Regions from separate parts of the Mus musculus genome. Here regions 1, 2, 4, 5 and 6 are each linked to region 3. Evidence: chromatin contacts called from public HiChIP or PLAC-seq data. All regions are on one chromosome and are shown on one strand. Each heading gives the region's core, a stretch centred on a gene start, on an enhancer-like site or on the middle of the called end of the contact. The rest is flanking DNA. Distances are from core to core; before and after follow the strand shown.

Evidence for each region. HiChIP or PLAC-seq counts read pairs in DNA pulled down with a chosen protein or histone mark.
Region 1: an H3K4me3 HiChIP or PLAC-seq map of forebrain shows a contact between it and region 3, with 8 times the contacts expected there. The contact joins the enhancer-like site here to the promoter of Atp1b1 in region 3. A contact is called at or near these places in 4 of 39 promoter capture datasets (cranial neural crest, hippocampal neurons, liver and 1 more), 1 of 15 datasets of contacts at CTCF or cohesin (large pre-B cells), 3 of 484 Hi-C or Micro-C datasets (cerebral cortex, embryonic fibroblasts and large pre-B cells), 12 of 115 datasets of contacts at active chromatin or transcription factors (the 230-238 cell line, VIP interneurons, astrocytes and 8 more) and 2 of 9 other capture datasets (adipose tissue and embryonic stem cells).
Region 2: an H3K27ac HiChIP or PLAC-seq map of SST interneurons shows a contact between it and region 3, with 3 times the contacts expected there. The contact joins the enhancer-like site here to the promoter of Atp1b1 in region 3. A contact is called at or near these places in 3 of 39 promoter capture datasets (the 3T3-L1 cell line and hippocampal neurons), 2 of 484 Hi-C or Micro-C datasets (the HL-1 cell line and cerebral cortex), 14 of 115 datasets of contacts at active chromatin or transcription factors (the 230-238 cell line, SST interneurons, VIP interneurons and 10 more) and 3 of 9 other capture datasets (adipose tissue, liver and macrophages).
Region 4: a FOXA1 HiChIP or PLAC-seq map of pancreatic cancer cells shows a contact between it and region 3. The contact joins the promoter of Tiprl here to the promoter of Atp1b1 in region 3. A contact is called at or near these places in 1 of 39 promoter capture datasets (neural stem cells), 4 of 484 Hi-C or Micro-C datasets (embryonic stem cells and nephron progenitors) and 10 of 115 datasets of contacts at active chromatin or transcription factors (the 230-238 cell line, SST interneurons, astrocytes and 6 more).
Region 5: a contact with region 3 is called in an H3K4me3 HiChIP or PLAC-seq map of forebrain, with 9 times the contacts expected there. The contact joins the promoter of 4930568G15Rik here to the promoter of Atp1b1 in region 3. A contact is called at or near these places in 8 of 39 promoter capture datasets (the C10 cell line, the SN4741 cell line, cranial neural crest and 5 more), 3 of 484 Hi-C or Micro-C datasets (cerebral cortex and cortical neurons), 12 of 115 datasets of contacts at active chromatin or transcription factors (VIP interneurons, embryonic forebrain, embryonic hindbrain and 8 more) and 3 of 9 other capture datasets (adipose tissue, embryonic stem cells and liver).
Region 6: a contact with region 3 is called in a FOXA1 HiChIP or PLAC-seq map of pancreatic cancer cells. The contact joins the promoter of Sft2d2 here to the promoter of Atp1b1 in region 3. A contact is called at or near these places in 7 of 39 promoter capture datasets (cranial neural crest, frontonasal cranial neural crest, hippocampal neurons and 3 more), 5 of 484 Hi-C or Micro-C datasets (CD4 T cells, Sertoli cells, embryonic stem cells and 1 more), 10 of 115 datasets of contacts at active chromatin or transcription factors (astrocytes, bone marrow-derived macrophages, cardiomyocytes and 6 more) and 1 of 9 other capture datasets (pancreatic islet).

The regions. Positions count from the first base shown.
Region 1 is chr1:165,017,079-165,020,356 of GRCm38.p6, forward strand. The region is part of intron 5 of Gm51669 (a long non-coding RNA gene); the gene reads right to left. Among named protein-coding and RNA genes, the nearest start is that of Gm51669, 42 kb to the right of the region's middle. Within about 2 kb of position 1,858, at least 107 of the 459 cell types and tissues checked have an H3K27ac peak or open chromatin away from gene starts, as enhancers often do. A contact at or near this core is called in VIP interneurons, cerebral cortex, forebrain and 2 more, where this site is marked.
Region 2 is chr1:164,986,618-164,989,968 of GRCm38.p6, forward strand. No RefSeq gene overlaps it. Among named protein-coding and RNA genes, the nearest start is that of 1700029M03Rik, 27 kb to the left of the region's middle. Within about 2 kb of position 1,759, at least 46 of the 459 cell types and tissues checked have an H3K27ac peak or open chromatin away from gene starts, as enhancers often do. A contact at or near this core is called in SST interneurons, VIP interneurons, embryonic basal ganglia and 4 more, where this site is marked.
Region 3 is chr1:164,457,094-164,460,192 of GRCm38.p6, forward strand. It overlaps Atp1b1 (ATPase, Na+/K+ transporting, beta 1 polypeptide), which reads right to left and starts at 1,262. Exons shown (of 6, transcript NM_009721.6): 1 at 668-1,262. The coding sequence starts at 764. It overlaps Gm32391 (predicted gene, 32391), which reads left to right and starts at 1,430. Exons shown (of 4, transcript NR_168343.1): 1 at 1,430-2,647.
Region 4 is chr1:165,235,221-165,238,625 of GRCm38.p6, forward strand. It overlaps Tiprl (TIP41, TOR signalling pathway regulator-like (S. cerevisiae)), which reads right to left and starts at 1,738. Exons shown (of 7, transcript NM_145513.4): 1 at 1,510-1,738. The coding sequence starts at 1,613.
Region 5 is chr1:165,090,555-165,094,044 of GRCm38.p6, forward strand. It overlaps 4930568G15Rik (RIKEN cDNA 4930568G15 gene), which reads right to left and starts at 1,376. Exons shown (of 5, transcript NR_040480.1): 1 at 1,332-1,376.
Region 6 is chr1:165,192,796-165,196,014 of GRCm38.p6, forward strand. Sft2d2 (SFT2 domain containing 2) reads right to left here and starts at 1,638. Exons shown (of 8, transcript NM_145512.4): 1 at 1,445-1,638. The coding sequence starts at 1,507.

The DNA of each region.
Region 1 (3,278 bases), core at 608-3,107, 560 kb after region 3:
AGAGAAGGAAGAGAGTCTATTTCCCTGTAACTCTAATAGAGCCTTTTTCTATAAATTATAAACATGAGAGAGAGAGAGAGAGAATAGTCATTAACATTAAGCAGGTCCCTGCAGGTTCTCAATAAAAAGATATTCTGTAGAGATCCACCCAGCTGTTCTGACTTCACACTTCTCAAGTGCAGTGCTTCAGATGAAACACGTAAACATGGGTGGAACAAAGCAAGGGGCAGGCAGAAGGAACCCGCTACCTGGCAGAGGCTGCATACAGCAATGCAGCTGTCCAATCTGACACTCCCTAATAAAAACCACCTCCAAGGCCAGGCTCAGTCAAGTTCCCCACCCAGTGTTGACCAACCATACCTTCTGGGGTTGGAGACTGGTGAAAGGGCCTTGGTTGTAGACCTGCAGGCATGGGTAGGGCTCAGCACTGCCCCCAAGGTGTTCATAGACTCTAGGGTTTGTGGGGAAAGAGACTTCCTTCTCCCCCATCAACTCTCCCCCTCCCCGCCGTTTTGGTTTTTTTGAGACATGGTTTCTCTGTGTAGCCCTGACTGTCCTGGAACTAACTCGGTAAACCAGGCTGGCCTCAGACTCAGAGATCTGCCTGCTTCTGCCTCTTGGGTGATAAGATTAAAGGTGGGAGCCACTACCTTTAAGAGACTTTTTAAAGGGTCCATTTGCTGTCTGAACTCTGAAGTAGCCTCAGAGGTAGGGTGAGGGGGTAGCAGCCATGTGATCTTACATGGCCACTCTTGGAGTCATTTTGACCTCCCTGTACTTATTAGTACTGGCTTTGAAAGAGATAATGCAAAATCCATTCCATGGAGCCCTCCTCTGAGTGAGGAGGGGAACAATGTCCCCAGGCTTTCAGAAATCAGGCTGCACAGTTACCATGGTAACCCTATTATAGTCCGGCAAGTACTCTCTGATGAAAACCTGGAAGCCAAATGGCAAATATGGCTAAGCATTACTGAAAGCCCTGCCGTTTATCATGTGGACCGTGTCATTTAACAATTGCTGAAATAACTCCAGAAGGCCTGACGTCACGAGAGGCTCAGAGGGGCATCCTTCGCCTTCTTGTTTATAGCAGCTGTGGGACATCATACATGCTGGTTTTCATACAAAGACCCACCCCAATCAAACCTTGCTCTTCCCAGTGAACAGGGTTTAAGCTTTGAACAGGTATTTATCAACCGTATTTGTCATTATACGGTCTTGAGGATACAGAGGTGAGCAAAGCAGAAAGTCCCAGTCTGCATGGAACAAGTATTCATTGGGAGTGGTATTGTGCAGGTATATAAAAATGGAGAGTTATGCCTTCAGGGTGGGTTGATGATCTCTAGAAAGATCCTTATAGGGATTGAGTCTAAGGCTGAGGGGTGACCCAGGGATCCTAGAACTCTGTGCTAACTCATATCAACTGGATCAAAGTAGGACGTGGTGGCTTTAGTATTAGAGTATATACTATTATCAAGCAATTTATACTTAGTATTATTGAATTATACAATACTATAGTATTTAGTATTATCTAGAAGTATAGTATTATATATAATATCGTATATTATAGAAACGGTGTATTTGGGGAAGAGGGAACAAGAGTCTCCGCAGAGGCGCACACACTTGTGGGCCTCTTTCTTCTTATTCTGATGATAACTGCCTCAGAATACAGACATTTCACCCAGGAGACGTGAGGCCTTAGCTCTGTAGGGGGCGGTTCTGATGCTTTGATTGGGAATTCCTGTGTGAATGCTGAAGGTCCTGTTCTTCAATTGGTTCTCGATCGATCAATAGAGATACCAGCAACCAATGGCTGGGCAGAGGAGGCGGAACTTCGAGGTTCCCGCAGGCAGGCTAGGAGATGCAAGATTGGAAAGGGAATTCACCTTGTTTCAGAGGGAGAGAGAGTCATCGGCCACATGAGATGTCCGGTGGAGTAGTCATTGGCTGCTTCCCCAGGCGGGAGATTAGAAACGCAACCAAGCTAAGGGCAGATTTACAGTGTTGAGCAATGAGTGAAGGTAAAAGCACGCTGGCTGCGGGAGCCTTAGAAGAGCCCAGCCGCTAAGCCATAAGGCAGGTTCAAAATGAGCTCTGTGTGTCTTTCATCTGCAGGTCCCTCGGAACCAGGGCAGTGGCTGGTAGCACAGTCTGCCTGGAGCTTAAAGCAGGGTAGTAGAAACTACATGCTACAAGCTCTCACTCCGTTCCTATAAAAAGATAACAAACAGTGGGCAGAATCACCAACATAACTTACGTGGAGACCGTCTTTTCCCACAGCTTTTACTGTTTGGGGAACTTTATTTTTCATTATTTCATCAAGTAAAAAAAAAAAATCCATCCTGAAGCATAACTAGATTTTCATAGTCTAAGGACATGTTCAGTCTTTCTTTGTCCCTTTCTGACCCTAGCTTTGCTTGGACAGTAACTGAGCTGCCATGAGAGAATCTAGCAATCAGTGCTGAAAATTATCTAAACACATGAGGGCCCATCCTCATTGCTAACCTAACTAAATATAGAATCACCTAGGAGACGTCTCTCTGAGTGTGTCTGTGAAGGATCTTCCAAAGAGGTTTAACTGGGAAGGGAAGATATGGGTAGCAGCGACCCATGGGCCACCCAAATGCATGGGGGCAGGGGGACACTGCCTTCCTCTCTCTGCTTCTTGACTGTGAGTACAACATAATGAGCTGCTGCACACTCGCATCACCATCATTTCTCATCATAATGGACCACACACCCTCTTAAATCATGAGCCAAAGCAAATCTTTCTTCTTTTAAGTTGCTTTCTCAGCTGTTCTGTCTTCTGTCATAGCAACAAGAAAAATACCGGATGCATCTCTCCTACCTTTACTACAGACCGATCTCCCAATTCACAGAAAATTAATACCAAGACCCTCCGTTCTCTTATGAGCACCATGTACAAGTACCCTATGTAAAATCACCTAATATTTGCATATGAGCTATTCTCATCCTTTTGTATGTTTTAAATACTAAGTTAATATCTAACCCAATGCAAATGTCATGTAAAAATTGATACATTGCCTGCATAGGAAACAATGACAAGGAAGGGGGTCTTAATGTGTTCTGCCCGGACATGATTCTAAAAATATTTCCCATCTACTTCATTCAAAACCCATGAACATGGAAAGAAAGCTATGGTTACCCTTCCACCTCTTGATCCTCACGGTTGTAACAAAAATGCTTCCCCAAGGAGCCCTACTCACTGTTGGTGGGTCTGTAAACTGGTACAGCCTCTGGAGATATCAGTAATGGAGTTT
Region 2 (3,351 bases), core at 509-3,008, 530 kb after region 3:
TCAATCTGGAATCCAAGAGGAATGAATGATCCCTAATACACCTCACAATCAACTTCGTGGTTTCTGGGCTGCCAGTTTTAGCCTAATTGGCTCTTAGTGGGAACTTGGAATAGATCATTTGGCATTGCCCAGGGGAAGGGCTTAGAAAGACACATATTAGTGCTGCGTGCAATGTCTTCCTCTGGAGTAACCTTACACTGCAAAACAAGATCAAACACCACTCACCTCTTCACAAATCTAAATATGGTCATGGCTTCTCTGGGGACTAGTTGACTGGAGTGGAGAAGTTTCTAATCATAAATGACTCACGGGCCTCACAGGCTATGTCTAGTTCACCCTACTCACATACTCAGTACATCATTTCTGTTTTATAGGAAATTCTTATGTATGGATTACTTTTCACACAGACTAGTTTTATTTCCTCAGACTAAACACCAGGGCCTTCAGAATGGAGATTAAGTATCACTAATGCAATGTTCCAAATAATGAAGTTTCAAGTCAGATTAAATGACTGGAATTGGCTCTCTAATGCTTAGAACTCGCAGGGAGCTAGGAAACAAGAGAGGCAAGGTAACAGTAAGGACATGCACCCAGGCTTCCAGCTTTGGTACAGAATGAGTCGCAACACTCGTCTGACTGCCTGGCAAGCCTTAGGCAAAGATGTACAAGCTTAAGCTAATAGAACCTTTAACTTCGCTGCCTCAATTTACTCCATTTCAATTTACTGAAACAAATATGATCCAAGTCGAGAAGCACCACAACCAGGACTTCCAGCTCTGACCAAGACACAAAAACCTTCCTCTGAACTCAAGTTGACCTTTTTCTTGAGCCAAAAACACTGAGTGGAAACAAACATTAAAAAACAAAACAAAACAAAACAAAAAACAAACAACCCTGCAGCTTTATGGCTGGAAAGAATCTAAGCTAATCTCACCAATCCTTTTGCTTTACAGATTAGGGAACTGAGGTAAAGACTTCTTATTAGATGAAGTGCCCAGAGTTTTAGTCTAGTAAAGACAGAATCAGTGCTACTTGCCAGGTCTCTGGATTCAAGACTAAAGACTTGAATTAGATCCACAAACTTACACCCCAGCAATACTGCCATGCCAAGGACTCTCCACAATGCCAAACAACACATTTAACAAAATACTGCGTTTCAAATGAAACGGTTTCCTCAGGTCAGAAGAGAATCCCTTTGCCTGTCCCCATCAGTTCTGAAGCACTAGCCGGCTAACACCTATGAATATTTCTTCAGCATGCTCTAGAACACCATCATTTCATCCGGTCCTTCTCTTAATCTGATGAAGTGGGTACCATAGCTACCCACACTTTACTGAAAAGGAATCTCTGATGTCAAAATATAATTGGCCCTTGTTCTTACAGCAAGAGGTCTATGGTAAAAAAAAATACAGATATAGGCCACCTACCTTCCTGACCCAGCACTTAGTCATTATTATGCTGACAAAAGACTAACAAGAATATAATCCAAATTTAACCACAATGAGTAAGACTGAGCTCTGATCTCAATTTACTTTGTCCTCTGGGCTACTCAACATCTAAAATTCCAGTTCTCTAACCTATATCTGTCACCATAGGAGAAGATTCTACAGTCTCCTCCACTAGCTATCCTCTAAAGCCACCAAGCCAAGATTCTGCTGAGGCTGGGAAATCCTAGCATGTTGAAACCTCGGTCACCATGTGCTTCTCTGTGGCACCTGCTTGGGATCCAGGGCACATCAAGTCTCTAGAATGAAATTAGCATTTGCTCTCCTCCCACGCTCTGTTCTGCTAAATTATGCAAATGAGGGCTTTAGGACGTGTGAACAATCCTAAATGTTCTCTTAGGAAAGGGGAGGGAGGAACACAAACCACAAATCAGGCCTGTGTAGGCCTCAGGATTAAACATACAAAGGAAATGGTATATGTGTATTCCTTGGTTTAAAGCATGTTGGTTTATTTTTGTCTGTTATGGGTAGGATTATAAAAATGCTGTGTGTGTCTAATGGTACTAGGAGCCCCTTTTGTATCCAGTAATATAACAGCCCTTCTGAGGATCTCTGGTTCTGCCTTATGTCTCAGAAAAAGCAAGACCCCCTGTGGCCAGGAAATTAGTCTATATTTTCCAATAATCTCCCGTGTGTATTAACATGTTTGTATATTAACACATACCTGTGTGTTAAAATGCATGTGTTAATATACATCAACTCTCTATGATCCGAGATCTGTTAGTCTCTAATTAAAAGATGATGTTTCTACTGCTGAGATCAACTTCTTTCGAGAACAGGGGAAGAAAGGCTCTAGAAGGAGGGATACAAAAGGGGACCCAGGGAGTGCTTTGGTAATGATTCTGTGTTGTCTGTGATGTTCTCCAGTGTAGGCTGAAGAACTTGGGATAAGCAGAAGCAGATAGAGTGATAGAGCAAGAGGAAAAATGGGTGTGCAGTCTAAGTGGCATGGTTCTTCCCATAACCAGCCCCATAGAGCCTCATGCCAGCCCTGTGAGGAAGGTCCTTTAAGGGCTGCCTGGAATGATCTTGCAGGATGTGCCAGCTGAGGGAGCCAACAAGAGAGTCAAATCAAACCCACATTCAGTTTGCCAAGCTACAGTCGCACAGGCCAAAAGTATTGAGTTTCCAGCTCATACAAAAGTGTTATGTGAGCTGAAGTCTGCATATCATTGTCTCATTTACTGACAGAAAACTAAGACTGTAGATAGTGAGCCATTGGCCCAGGGTCACTGCAGTGCATTTTTTAGCAACAAATGAAAATCTATCTGCTCCCCATTTTGTTCCTTCTGCAAGATCGTCTTCATGTTTGATGAAATGGGAGAAAAAGACCATCAAGGAAACTCAAATCCAATGCATTGAACATCACCGGAAGTGCCTAGTGAAGTGTCTCTGAAATAAACAGAAAGTTCTGGAACAACACTAATTACAAGAAAGCACAATGACAGGCAGACACATACATTCCCCTTTATAGTCATAGAGTAACATTAATCAGCCATGTAACAGTGAAAGATCTTGTCTTCAGCAAAGACTGGAAAAAGAGCTTGTGACTGACAGCCCTAACAGTCAGGTGAAGAACTGAAAATCAAGCAGCACACAGTGGAGTCAAATGAGTTGTTTATGTTAAAGAGGAACGGGGAAACTCCACAGAGACACCCTGGGACTTGAACTTGGCCTTTAGAGTTTTAAATATATGTATATGTATGTGTGTGTGTATATATATATCTGTAGCATTTCTTTAAGAAGTTGTAAAACCCAGAGAAGTAAAACTTGAGCGTAGGCTCTGAGAGCCATCACTGTGCTGAGCAGTACCCTGAGCCATGAGCTGGGGAGAGATGACTGTGCC
Region 3 (3,099 bases), core at 12-2,511:
TCAATGGGGTATGAGGGGGAGTCCAGCCAAGGAAGCAACAGGCTGCATGAAATGCTCTAATATAACCTGTTTCTTCGTTTGTATCATGAAGAGCTTAAAAACACCATGTCTAGCCAAGGCTTAAAAAACGAGCCATGAATGGAGCTCACTGGGCCATTTCTGGGCTGTGATGACTGCAATGTGTGAGGACTGCAGTGTGGATGCATTTCTTCTCCCCGTTCCTATCCATTCTAGATACATTTCTAGACTGGAAGAATGATGCTATCTATCGCAGCATCGTCTGCATTAGAACAGGTACGCTCGTGAGTTCTGCTCACGGCCCCAAATCTCGTTTTTCTAAGGTCTTGGGAGATGGAAAGGGAGGGTACATACATAGGCTCCTGGAACCTGACCGAATTTCCCAGGAGGAAAGGCTTAGGAAACGAAGATCCCTACCATACCCAAAACCCTAGCTCCAGCTCCCCACCCGAGGCGCATCCTGGGGACCCCCCACATTTGTCACTGGATGCCAAGCCCAGGGCCGCACGCTCCTAGCAGCTCCTACCACCCACTCCCTAACACCCTGGTCAGCCCCGCGGGCGCCGAACTGTCCGCAGTGCTCGCGTACAGACGCGCCTCCTAAGAAAAGCCAAGGCGCCGACGGCAGAGCCGCGGAGCGCGTACTTACACCAACTACCACCGGTCCTGCCCAAAAACTCCTTCTTCTCCGAGTTCCAGATGAATTTCTTCCAGCTGCCTTCCTCCTTGGCTTTTCCGCGGGCCATGGTGTCTGCTCAGCAGTGGCGGCCGAGGCCGAGGGAGGGCGAGTGCGGCGCGCGCCCTGGGCGTCCTCGCGGCGGCTGCTCGGTGTCCCCGCGGCCCGGCTCTGTCTCCGAAAGCGAGACGCGCCGCTGCCGCTGCGGCTCTCCGAGTGCGAGGCGCGCCGCGGAGCAGCCTAGGCAGAGCGGGAGGAGGGGGAGGTGCGGCGGGGGCGGAGGGAGGAGGGACGAGGGAGGAGGGCGCGCGCGGGCTGGGCGGCTCCGAGCCCCGCACCTAGAGGTGGGCGCGCGGCCGCTCTCGGGCTTTCCCCGCACTCCGATCGCCTTCCGGGGGGCTCAGCGAACCCCGCAGCTGCTGCTTCAAGCTGTAGCTGCACCACTCTGCTTGCTGTGACCTCTGGCGAGATGGACCAGGGACAAGGAGGGAAAGTCACCGGGAAGGGCGAGCGGAGTGGAGCGCGGGCTCGGCACACGGGCGCGCAGGCCAGGAGCCGAGAAATTGGCTGAGGGCGCACGCCCTACCTTTACTATATACCGCGCCTCCACCATCCGTAGCTCCGCCTACCGGCGGCACGGCAAGCCAATCGCCAGCGCCGAGAAGGCGGGGCCTGAGCCCCCGAAGGGGCGGGCGCGGGGCCCCGCACAAAGGAGCCGGCAAAGCTAAAGGGGCTGGCACCGCAGCAGGGGTGCGGAGAGGGACTGGGGGCGGGTGAGTACTGCTCCCGCAGCTCTGCTGGCCCTCTCTCTGCCCCGAGCTGTGCCTGGACAATCCTCCTCGTCCTCCCGGCCCCCGCTCGCCAATGCTGTGGCCTGCACCTGCATCGCTCTCTGGGAACCTCGGAGACCTCAACTCCTTCGTACTGGTCTTACCCCTTCGTACTGGTCGGGGTTTACTGCAGGTCCACCTCCCCTAGGCCATGGCCAGGTGGGGGAAGGTCACTCCAGGACGCTAGTGACTCTGCCCAGCTCTGCTCCGCCTCTCTGCTTATGCACCTGCCGCCCCCTCGCACTCTCTGCCACTGCGGTTGCAGTTCCGGCCCGTCCCTCTTCTGCAGGCCAGCCCAGCGGGCAGCCTCGGTTCCTGACTCCTGGTCTGTGCTTGTGGGCGGCCTGAACCACCTCAATCCGGACAATTGCCAAACCCACCCTGGGCTGTAGCTGGGAACCGGTTGTGGCTCCTGCCAGTCTAGACCCCGGGGAACAATTTATGCACGTGACCCAGCCACCTAAGACTCTCCTGGCCCAGGTCTGTGGCTGGTATTCCCATTGGCTTACTGTTCTGTCTCACTGGGGGCACCCCTACCCTATACTGTAGAATTCTTGGAATGACAGAGCACTTGGGAAGACCCAGCTCACATGTCAAGATGTCGCAGAGCACTGTGTTGGACATGACCATTCTTTCCATCCTTGTTGGCTGAAAATCCGCCCTTATTTTCATCCACCGAGCCCCTGAACAGCTTTCCACACAGCTCTTATGGTGATGACACAGCAGAAAACATGGCGAGGCTTCTGCAGTGGCTGCAGAAAAGCCTGTCCCTGGAGCGACCTGGCCGGTCGCGCAAAGAGCTAGCTTCTTATCAAAGACCTTCCCAACACAGAGATGGGTTCCCAAGACACCCTGCCATTTTCAAGGTCAATCTTGCAGGCCCAAGGACAAAACCGAAGGGATGCAAAAATGAGCTTTTTCTCATTAATCCCACTTGCAAGACTGAAGAAAACCTTAAAATACCCAAAATTCAGGGGAGACATAGCAACTGAGTCTCATGGAGTCCACAGGGGCTGCCGACCCACTGTGTCAAGGACAACTGTGAGAGCAGCTTGTTGAGAAAGAAGTCACTCTGCTTTGCCCCTGCAGCGTTTATTTTGGAAAAAACCCAAGTTTGTGGTTGGTAAGCTATTAGAAGAGACTGTACCTGTAGATTTGATGCCACTGTCTCTAGGCAGAACTTACATTGTGGAGGGGATTCCGCAGACCAGACCACTGGGAGGTGTGTGTGTGTGTGTGTGTGTGTGTGTGTGTGTGTGTGTGTGTACCTCATATATATATGAGGGAGGAAACCCCGTGGGCAGAATCAGGAAAAAAAAAACCATAAGGAATAAGTAGGGTGTAAGTAGCTTCAAAAGGGATGAGACTTGGCTGGAGTTTGATGGTTTCTGCCTATAATCCCAGACTGGAGATAGGCAGGAGGATTACACATCTGAGGAAGAAAGAAAAGTGAGTAAGAGGACTCTTAAGACTGATGCGGTGACCATTCCTCATAGCCAGTGTACCTCAAACCCCCAGAACAGTTTGCAAACAGTTCATCGTGGCAGGTTTTAAATCAGAACTTTCTTTACTATT
Region 4 (3,405 bases), core at 488-2,987, 780 kb after region 3:
AACTACTTTCCTGAATTAGAGCAAATATGAAATAATAAAGGTAGCTCCAGGGCTTTTAACAGGTTTTGTGAAATTTAGTAGTCATGCACAATAGTGCAGCTACATGAAAAGCAGCTCCGTTATGGTAGGCTGCTTCAAATGCTCTGTCTTTCAGCTCTATCACTGGTAGTATCTATTTGCTAAAGGCAAAACATAACATTAGAAATGAGGTGTTTGGGCCTTGTTTAAGATTTAGAGGATCCAGCCCCCTCTCCCACGACACCCCCTAACCAGGCCCACATGCAATGCAGCAAAACACTCATACAACAAAAACAATTCTATTAGAAACATATTCTGAATTAATAACATTTGAAACAACTTATGTTTCAAAAAGGATTCTTTTACATATGTAAATTTTAAACAACAACAACAACAACAAAAGGTCCTGAAGAGCCTCCCTTTTTCTTTCTTTCCATCAACTGCCTACCAAACTTAAGCACTGAATCTCAGCTTCTGTCATCTCTTTCCTGCTTACTGGCCTCCTCTCCAGCATTCCAGCCCTCCATCTTCTACAACACCTCCAAGAAACCTTCCAGACACAACCACGATGCATGTAGATATTGAGTAAAACTACACCTGATGACTACTATATAAAATTCAAACTTCTTAGCAAGACAGAGAACTCTCCAATGACGAGGGAGGCAACACTCTGCCAGGGCGCCCCCCCCCCAAACTTTGTCAGGATACAGTTATAGGCATCCCCAAACACCTCAGATCTCAGTCTGAGTGCTGGCTTTACCCGGCCATCCAGTCTCCAGACTTGATCAAGATTCTGCCCAGGTGCACTGACCCTCGCGCGAACACACTAACGCGCACACACACCTGTATACATCTTCATCCTAACCAACCACACAATAATATAACGGTCTCTCGTGAAACTATGAATTCCTTGGGCCTTTCTCTTTCATCTGTCCTATCTCAAGTGCTTATCACAGCACCTGATTTGCTAAAAGAAGGAAAGAAAAAAAAAAAAAAACCTGAAATCTTCATCCTAAACAGTCACACAGTAACGTCACACGGTCTCACGTCCTCTGAAGTCTGTGGTACTCAATGGTTCATGTTCAGAACCTCAAGAGCACACCACAGAACCAAAGAAGCTCAAAACTAAACATAAATACCATTTCCGTCATTGCCCGCAAGGGAACAGGTCATCGCGCCCAGAAAGGTTGCGCAGGCTTAGGTAGGAAAAAAAGGAGCGGCGAGGTTTAGGTGAAGTCCACCAAAACAGCCGCGCTCAGTTCAACCCTGAGAAGCTACAGTTCCAGCAAGCAGAGGTCGCCGCGAGCAGGGAACAGGACCATTTACTGAAGTTGTCAATCAACGGTCGGTCAGAGGGACCGAGCCTGCGGCCCCAAGTACCGCGTGAGGCTGCACCGAGACCGTCAGACCCCCAGCCCGGACACCAACCGGACCTGGCCCGGCTCGGCTCGGCTCGGCTCGGCTCGGCCCGGCCCCGCCCCACAGCCTCACTTTTCCACATCCGCAGACTTCATGATGTGGGTCTTGGACGCCGTCAGCTTCCAAGGCCCGAAGGAGAAGTCCTGGTGGCTGCTCTGAAAGCCGTGGATCATCATGGCAGAAGCGGAGCCGCAGGGTTACTCGGAGCAAGCGCCTGCGGCAGCGGTCGCACGATGGCCCTCTCTGCAGCGCGGCTCCTGGGCGCGTCCGTTACCATCTCGGCCCCGCCCCCTGCCGCCGCGCCGTAGGCCCGCCCTTCCGCCGTCTCTTCCGCCCCTCCTGGTTTTACTTCCGGGACCACTAGCTCAGGGTGACACACGTCTTACGTGGAGACGCTGAGGGGCGGGACTTGAGCGCGGGGGTGTCGCTCTGGCGCGCCGCCCTGAAGTCTCCGGGTGACGTCACCCCAGAGTGAATGTGGGAATTTGTCTTTCTGGATCCAGAGCCCCGTGCTTCACTGCCTTACCTCCTCCTTACAGACCGCTCCAAGCAGTGTCATCACCTCTTGTGCTTATGAGTCGTGGTGAAGAGGACATGCCCAATGTCCCTATCGCTCAGGAAGCCCAGCACCAACAGCGACTTTGGAGCCAATGACAAATAGTAGCTCCTCCACCTTGAATCCCAGTGGAAGAGCCCCACTTTCTTACCGTGCAAACCGCCGACGCCCTGTGTTTGATTCTTTGTACCACGAAAGAAACGTCAAATTATCCTTATGATATTTTAAGACTTTTCTACCCGCACACAGGTGTAGTGGAAACGACGCTGAAAGCCCGGTGCTCCGTCCATGCTTGCAGTGCAACTGTGTGTATCTTTGGGTAAAACACAACTGATTCTTTTCGGCCCCAGCTGCCTCAAAATGAGATGGTTTAATGTTTGAGCATCTCAAAACTGTTCACCATCTCAATTCCAACACCCCCTCTCTTATTCACTCAGTGTTTGTTTCATCGACGCTGGAACCGCTAAGCAGCGTTGTTGCATGATTTCTGCTTCAATTCCTACCTTGTCTACCAGAAGGTGTTAAGCCAAGTAAACCTTTTCCTCCTCAGGTATTTTCTGTTTGTGTGTCTGTCCCAGGAACCCATCATCAATTTCCCCTGCCCAAGGTGTCTGGATTAATTCATTCCGTTGGCATCCTATCCTTGGTTCCTACATAGTTACTCTATTTCCATTGCCTACGGAAAGTAGGGCGTCTCAGCTTCCGCAGAGGATAAAGATGTTCATCCCGAATAGTGGAGGATTGTCTACCATCACTGACCTCCAGAGGTTGGCCCCTGACGCACTTCCCAAGGAGGCTGGGGTCCTTTCACTGACGTTACATTGTAAACCTCACATCATCTAGATCTGCTAGAAGACCTAATAAGGAGGTAAATGAGCAAATTACATGCAACGAAATCCATCCTCTTTTCTTTCTGAAAGAGTTCCATACAGCCAGCCTAGGCTAGCCTTCAATTCACTATTGTAGCTAAGGAGGACCTTGAATTCCTGATTGTTCTGCTTCTTCCCAAGTGCCGTGTGTGTGTGTGTGTGTGTGTGTGTGTGTGTGTGTTTTTCACCAAGCCTCCAACATTCTTACTATATGAAGTCTTCCTTTGAATTTTTCTGCATTAGGCCAAGAAAAAAATGTATAGAATCTCTGTGATTTTTGAAAACAGCCTAGTCTACATAGCAAATTCCAGGCCTATGTATTCCTTGTTTCAATAAACAAACAAATGTGCCTCTTGTTCTTTCAGCATAGGTCATGGCTGAGGCTGAGTTTAGTTTCAATCATTCTACCTAACAGCGACAACAACAGGTCTGCTACTCAAACTACCACACTGAAGGAGAGTCTCTCCTAACTACAATGTATCAAGTCATGTTCAATTGACTCTAAAATCACATTCCTCCATCTTTGAACCTACCATGTTGTAT
Region 5 (3,490 bases), core at 126-2,625, 630 kb after region 3:
AGGCACACTGCAGGCTCCAGCTTTTACATGGATGCTGGGATCAGAACTCAGGTCTTATCCTTGCATAGCAAGTGCTTTACCAACTGAGCCATCTCCTCAGCCACTGCTAAATGAGTTTTAAAGGGCATCAGTGAACCAAAAAAAGGCACATGCCTGGGGATAGTTTGTTTGGGCTTTGGGTATGGTCTCTTCCAGTTTCCATTGCAAACTGATCTTCCTTCTTGGGGAGACTGTTGGGGTCAAGGGTGCACACCTACTATACTGCTAAGAGGACAGATGAAAGGCAAGCCCTTCACCTCTCCTGGAACATGGGGTCAGGGAGACAGACTCTGTAACTGTTTTAGTTCAAAGACCTAGGCATTTCAAAGCACTGGACTCTGAGATAGTCTTTTTGGAGCCTTCTAAAGGGGTCAGATCCAGGCCTGCTGTATGCCCATGAGAAGGCCGTGCACTCCTGAGAGCCCGCACAGGGTCACATTAGGATCAAGGGAAAACCCTCTGTCATTTTCTCTGCCAACGGAAAACACTATTTTTTCCTAATTTGTTTAAAGCCTTAGTGTATGCTAATATCTGCAACAGACCAGGTACATTTTAAGAATTGTTCCAAATGGGGAAAAAAAATAGCTTCCATGAGTTTGAGTACCTATCATGTGCTAAGCACACTGCATGCATCGGGTCAGTATTTCCTTAAAGTTCTGTGGAGCGGACTTCAAATTTTGAAAAGCCCCTCAAGTTCGGACATGGCAGTTAGCTGGGCCAAGATCTCACAGCCAGAAGGATGCGGAGCTTCCTATCCATGTGGTGGGACAGTCTGTGGTGCCAATGCATGCCTCTCATGTATAAAAATCATAAACTCGACCTTTTCTGCATCTAGAGACTAGGGAGTGCACACTCATTTAAGGGGAATAGATGAGAAGCCCTATGATGTGAGGATGAATTTCCGGGGTCTCCACTGCACTGGCTTCTCATGATTTTCAGCTCTGTAATAGTTCCAGAGCAATTGGCTCTAGAGCAGGACTCCAGGATAATACACAACATGGCTCAACAGGAAACTTCCTGAGAAACGGTGGAAATGAAGAACTCTGTTAGAAGATGAACCCACGCTTCCCTTTTTCATTAACTGATTCTATGAAGGAAATCTGGTCCCCTACATGTCCTTCAGGTCCTTCCAGCATCATCCACCCTCCCCCGCCCCCGGCTGTCTTCACCCACACACGCCTAGTACCGGGTAGTAACGCCTTTGATTACCATGCTTTTTATGGGATAGTGAGATTCATTTTTAGCTCTTCCTCATTAAAGGAGAGAGCCTTGAAATCAGCACATACACTCACCGCCCCGGATCAGGTGAAGTTACCAGGGCAACGGCAGCCGCCTCTGACGTCACTGAGGGAGGACACCTCCGCAAGGAAGCTGCTGCCTTCACCAACACAGCCCCCACCCCGCCCCTGCTCAGCTCCTCCCCTGGCTTTCAGGTTTTTTGATTCCCTGAGTTGCTGAGCTCCCTGTGAGCGGTCTTCCCACCCCCACCCTTCTCACCCAAAGGCGGAAGAGAGGGCGCAGTCTTTATTACACTTACCTTGGAGTCCTGGCCACCCTCTGGCCAAAATCATCTGCGACCTCTTAAGAGGGAAGTGAGGAAGGAGTCCTGAATGTCTCTGTGCCCATTTATCTGCGACTTTGCTTTGGGATTCCAAGAAAGAGGAAAGGAAGGGACACTAAGGGATAGCTTATGCTCACCCCCAAAGCACCAATGGGCAAATTTAACCAAAGATAAATGAAATCCTCTTCTCGCCCATTCCCACCTTATGCTTAACATAATGTCTAAACACAGTCTTGCTCCAGTCACATGCCACAAAACAGACACCTCAGTCACCAATGAGCAAAATATAACCGGTGGCTCCTAATGACATTGTAGCCATGTTAACGCCAGTGCTCTTGGTTTTCCACACAACTACAAAGCAACCTAAGAATGTGTTTCTCATAAGAACCTCCCCCCTTGTCCAATGTCGCATGACAAGAACACACACAAGGTATTTATTGGGAAAGACAGAGGGCAGCTGCCTCTGCCTCGGTGAGAAACATCAGGGAACCGAGTGAGAGGCAGGCTTTTTTTTTGGGCGGGGGGGGGGGGGGGGTTGTCCCAGGGACGGGTAGGTTTTCAAACCCGGAAGTGAGTTGGATTTTCTTTTAAAAAAAAAAAAAAAGTAATACTGACGTGGTTCTCTTCTCAGACCCTGTGGAAGACGAGAAAAACAAGAGATTTAGGTTCCAAAAGTAGCTTAATGGGTGTTCCTATCTATCATATGAACCAGTTTTAGAGGAGGCGATCTCTCAGCTAAACCCATTACCTACATTCCATCTCTAGAAAGTAGGAAGAGAACCACAATCTCCCAGAGACCTAAGGACCTAGCCCTAGAAGTCTACAGCACCTACAAATAGCACCACCCCAGGTACCATGCCTTTAATGCGTGGACCTTTAAGGGAAAGGACCCATATTCAAACCACAGTTCCTAGCACCTACCCCCATATGGCTGGTCTCTACAAAAGGACTCAGAACTGAGTGGTTCCTTTACAGACCAGAATGAGGCTATCTCTGTCCTTTCTCCCCCCTTCTCTTTCCTATGATGGCAGAAGTGAAAGCAGGAGTTTTAGGTTCCTGTGTCACTGTGTTGAACGTGGTCCTTCACTGTTTTGTGAACCAAACTAAACATCATTTGTGCTGGGGAGCTGGAATGTCACTTCTCTGTTATAGCAGGGGGCATTAACCCAGACAGCCTTATAGCCAACAAGGATAGGCCAATGAGACTATGTATGCCATTGAGGACTTTGGGTTCTTAAGGACAGCACACCTGGGTCCAAATCTGAACACAAAACTTGCTCAAACTAGAGCAAAATAATAAGACACAGTAAAGCGTGTCAGGCCAGGCGTGGTGGCACATGCCTTTAATCCCAGCACTTGGGATCTCTGAGTTCAAGGCCAGCCTGGTCTACAGAGCGAGTTCCAGGACAGCCAGGGCTACACAGAGAAACCCTGTCACAACTGGGATTGGATGGAGAGGTGGCCTAGTGGTTAAGAGCATGTACTGCTCTTGTGGATAGCCTGAGCTTGGTTCCCAGCACACATGCTGGGCAGCTCCCAACTACCTGGAACTACAACTCCAGGGGGTTGCACACCCTCTTCTGGACTCCATAGGTATCTGCACTCAAACATTCACATACCTACACAGACAATTACACGCATAATTTAAAATAAAATGCATCTTAAAAGAAATGTACTAGTGGTGTTGGTGCTGTCTTTCCTCCAGACGACCACAGCAGGTTGGTATGAGGAAAGCAGGTTACACTTCAGCTTCTCCCTTGATCTTGTGCCATTGAATGTGGGAATGCTGGCCATGGGCTAACACTAGCTTCTGCTCAAAGGGCATATTAGACATGACTTGTCAGTGTGGGAAAACTCCCTGAGAAATTGATTTTTGGGAAATAAGATTTA
Region 6 (3,219 bases), core at 388-2,887, 740 kb after region 3:
CAACTTTGTACAACAGCCTGTTCCTTCTACAGAGCTTATCTTTACATGACAGCGACGGTCAACTAAATCTTGGGGCTTTTTGTGGGGGGGAGGGAGCTTCTCATATGAAAGTTCACAAGAAGCCAGAAATTTTTTTTAAAAATGAAAAAATTAAAACATGAAAATCACTAATTTGAATTTTAACGATCATGCAGAGATTGGAAAGTTGCAGCTACTGAGCCTAATTGCAACTGCCCTTGGGTTATCTTTAGTCCCCAGGAAGCAGTTCTTTCTTGCCCACCTGTGTCTGATGTAACAGTGACTAACCTCCCGGAAACTGCTAGGGAAAAACACCTTGGAATTTATTATCTTAACAAGGTTTTCGAATGCTATCAGGCAGCCTCTGGGAGCCACAGCTGAGATTCCTCCACACTGCCCTAACTGCCTGCTTACCGCTTCCACTAATGCTTCTGAAAAGTACCTTAATTTGTTAATTTGTTCTGTTACTCTAAGAACTTATCAAACTGTTATCATGTTGGAACACTGAGTTTGCAGAAACCTGAATCTGTCCTGGGGCCATGGTCACTCGTATTTGGCTTCAAAATAATTTATTCTCTTTGAGATGCAGTTGTGTTTTGTTTTGTTTTTTTGCAAAGACAAAACTCAGAACAAAATCAACCACAGAAGTGAGCGCAGAATGTTGGGGAAACCACAAGAAAGTCAAGTAAACACTAAAGAGGAACTCCAATTTCCAAGGAAAAGGGGCTATTGCATCTCGTTCAACACCCTTCTTTCTCAGAAGGGGAAACCGGGGCTAAGGATACATCAAGTAAAACGTAATTCTGTCTTCAATCAAGAAAGGAAATGTAAACAAACTTCCAAAGCACCCAAAATATGACATTCTGAGTGGCTCTGGAGCACAGGACTTTTGTGGTCAAGTTTCAGAGCCATCAAAGCCCTACTAACAAAACAAACACACTGGCAGTCTCCGAGCGTGGTGAGAATCTATAGTTTAGAAAGTAGCCCTGGAGATTCGGAGACCTGGTAAGTCCCTGTTATCAGGCGTTCACGGAGTTTTACAATTACAAAGCAGAACGCATAAGGTCTGGCTCTCACACCCCACAACCTAAACTAGTCCGCGATCCGGCGGTGGATCCTTCCACGAAGGCCGCCGGCCTCGCCCAACTCCAAAGGGCTCTCTCTCCCTGGCCGGTCCGGCTGGGATGGGGCTCGGGGCCCGGATTCCAGGAGGCCCCGGGATCCACACTCCCACTCCACAGATTTCTGAGGTCTTGCTTCAGAGCCTCAAGCCCTTCGGAGGGAAGGTTGGAGAGGGTTCGGGAGCCACGCCTTCCACAAAGCTCGCGCTGCCACCTGTGGCTGTGTCCCGGCAGAGCTCGGCGCGGCGGGCCGGAGGACAGCAGGGCAGCTGTCCAAGAAATGCCAACTCCCCCGGTGCACGCACCTCGGACAGACCGCTGCGGTCCTCGGTGTCCTGGCCGCTCAGAACTTTCTTCAGCTTGTCCATGTCAGGGTCCCGACCGCCGCCTTTGGCGTTCGCTCCGCCTACCACTCTTCGGGGTGCGCAGCCGCCGCCCCTCCGCCCGCTGCCAACCACGGCGCGCCCCGCCCAGGCACCTGCCCACCTGCCCGCCCGGCATGCCCCGCGCCAGCCACGCCCCCTGAACGAGCTCCTTGGGGTCACCCGGGGCGGGGCCGAGAGAGTCGGGGTGAAGTCGGCCAGGCGATACCTAACCCGGAAGCTGGCTGCGCGCCCGGGCTTCACGGATTCGTTCCAGCGCCCAGCACCACCATGTGCCAGGGCCTGGAACAACGCAGGCCTTTCGCAAACTTACCCATGGATGCTGAAGTTAATCCGCTGGTGGTTGTACACCGCAGATCTATAAAAATATATATTTCCCACGTTAAGTAGAACAAATCAGTGTGCAACAGGCTGGAGCAGTACAACCCTGTGTATTCTTAAAAGCAGCAATTCCTACGTCATCCCTAGGGGAAATGGCTCGGGAGATATGACTTGGGCAACACCTGAACAGATGGCAAGTGGTGAGAAGAATCAATATTTTCGTGTTTGGTAAATGCTTTACTTCAATCAGTCTGCAGCACTACTGAGGCTATGAAGCAGAATCCATATGAAGTCATGGGCTCTTCCAGACAGGACAGAAATTTGCTCACCTTGCACACTGGTGGCCAGAGATATCTGGAACACCTATGTTAAGATTAAACTAGTTCAGAAAAGGCACTGAGACCAAGGTGTAGCTCAGTGAGAGAATGCTTGCCTAGCATATGCAAGGCTTTGGGTTCAGTTTCCACCACTGTCCCTGCTTCCCAAAAAAGGGAAAGGAGACCACAGAGGAACTTCAGAAACACCCCCTAGGTCACTTTACCTCCCACATATTTTCATGTGAGGTCTCCAGCGTCCTTCTTCACTTGTATAAAAACATAAAAACATAAGACCAGCTGCTGCTGCCTCTGCAGGGACTCCTCTTACCTGCCACATTTTCCAGTGAGTCCTTACACCTCTCTGTAAGACGTCAAACATCAGAGCACAGTGCAAAGGCTGTGTCCTGAAAGATCCACTCTAGCTCTGTCATTTGCCACTTAGGAGGCCTTGAGCTAGAAGCTCCTTAGCCTTTCTGGTCCCCAGCTGATTTCCTCTGTAGAGTGAGCACAATGGCTTCCAAACGTGACTGTGGAAAGCAAGCATGACTGTATAGACAGGTCTGGAGCAGAGGGGAATTTAAATAGCATTTAGTAGAAGCTGTCCTTGTTCTCTCCTAGCCTGATGGCTTTTCCAGCCACCTGTGGTGAGGTGATAGAACTGGCCCCCACAGGCTCATGTGTAAACACTTGGCCCATAGGGAATGGTACTACTAGGAGGTGTGGTCTTGTTGGAGTAGTTGTGGCCTTGTTAGAGGAAGTGTGTCACTGTGGGGGAAGGTCTCCTATGCTTTGACGGCTCCTATGCTCAAGCTCTGCCTACTGTGGTACATAGTCTCCTGCTGTCTTTAGATCAAGATGTAGAACTCTCGGGTTGGAGAGATGACTCAGTGGTTAAGAGACACTCAGATCAGTAGTGTTCATAACAGAGCACACAAAGGTTGAGGGATATTGGATCATGTGACATTGTTCTTAAATGTCTCTACATGGAGGTTTAGGCAGAACTCACAAGATTCATGATACTGATGCTAAAGCACAGAACACCAGCATCTCTGGATTACA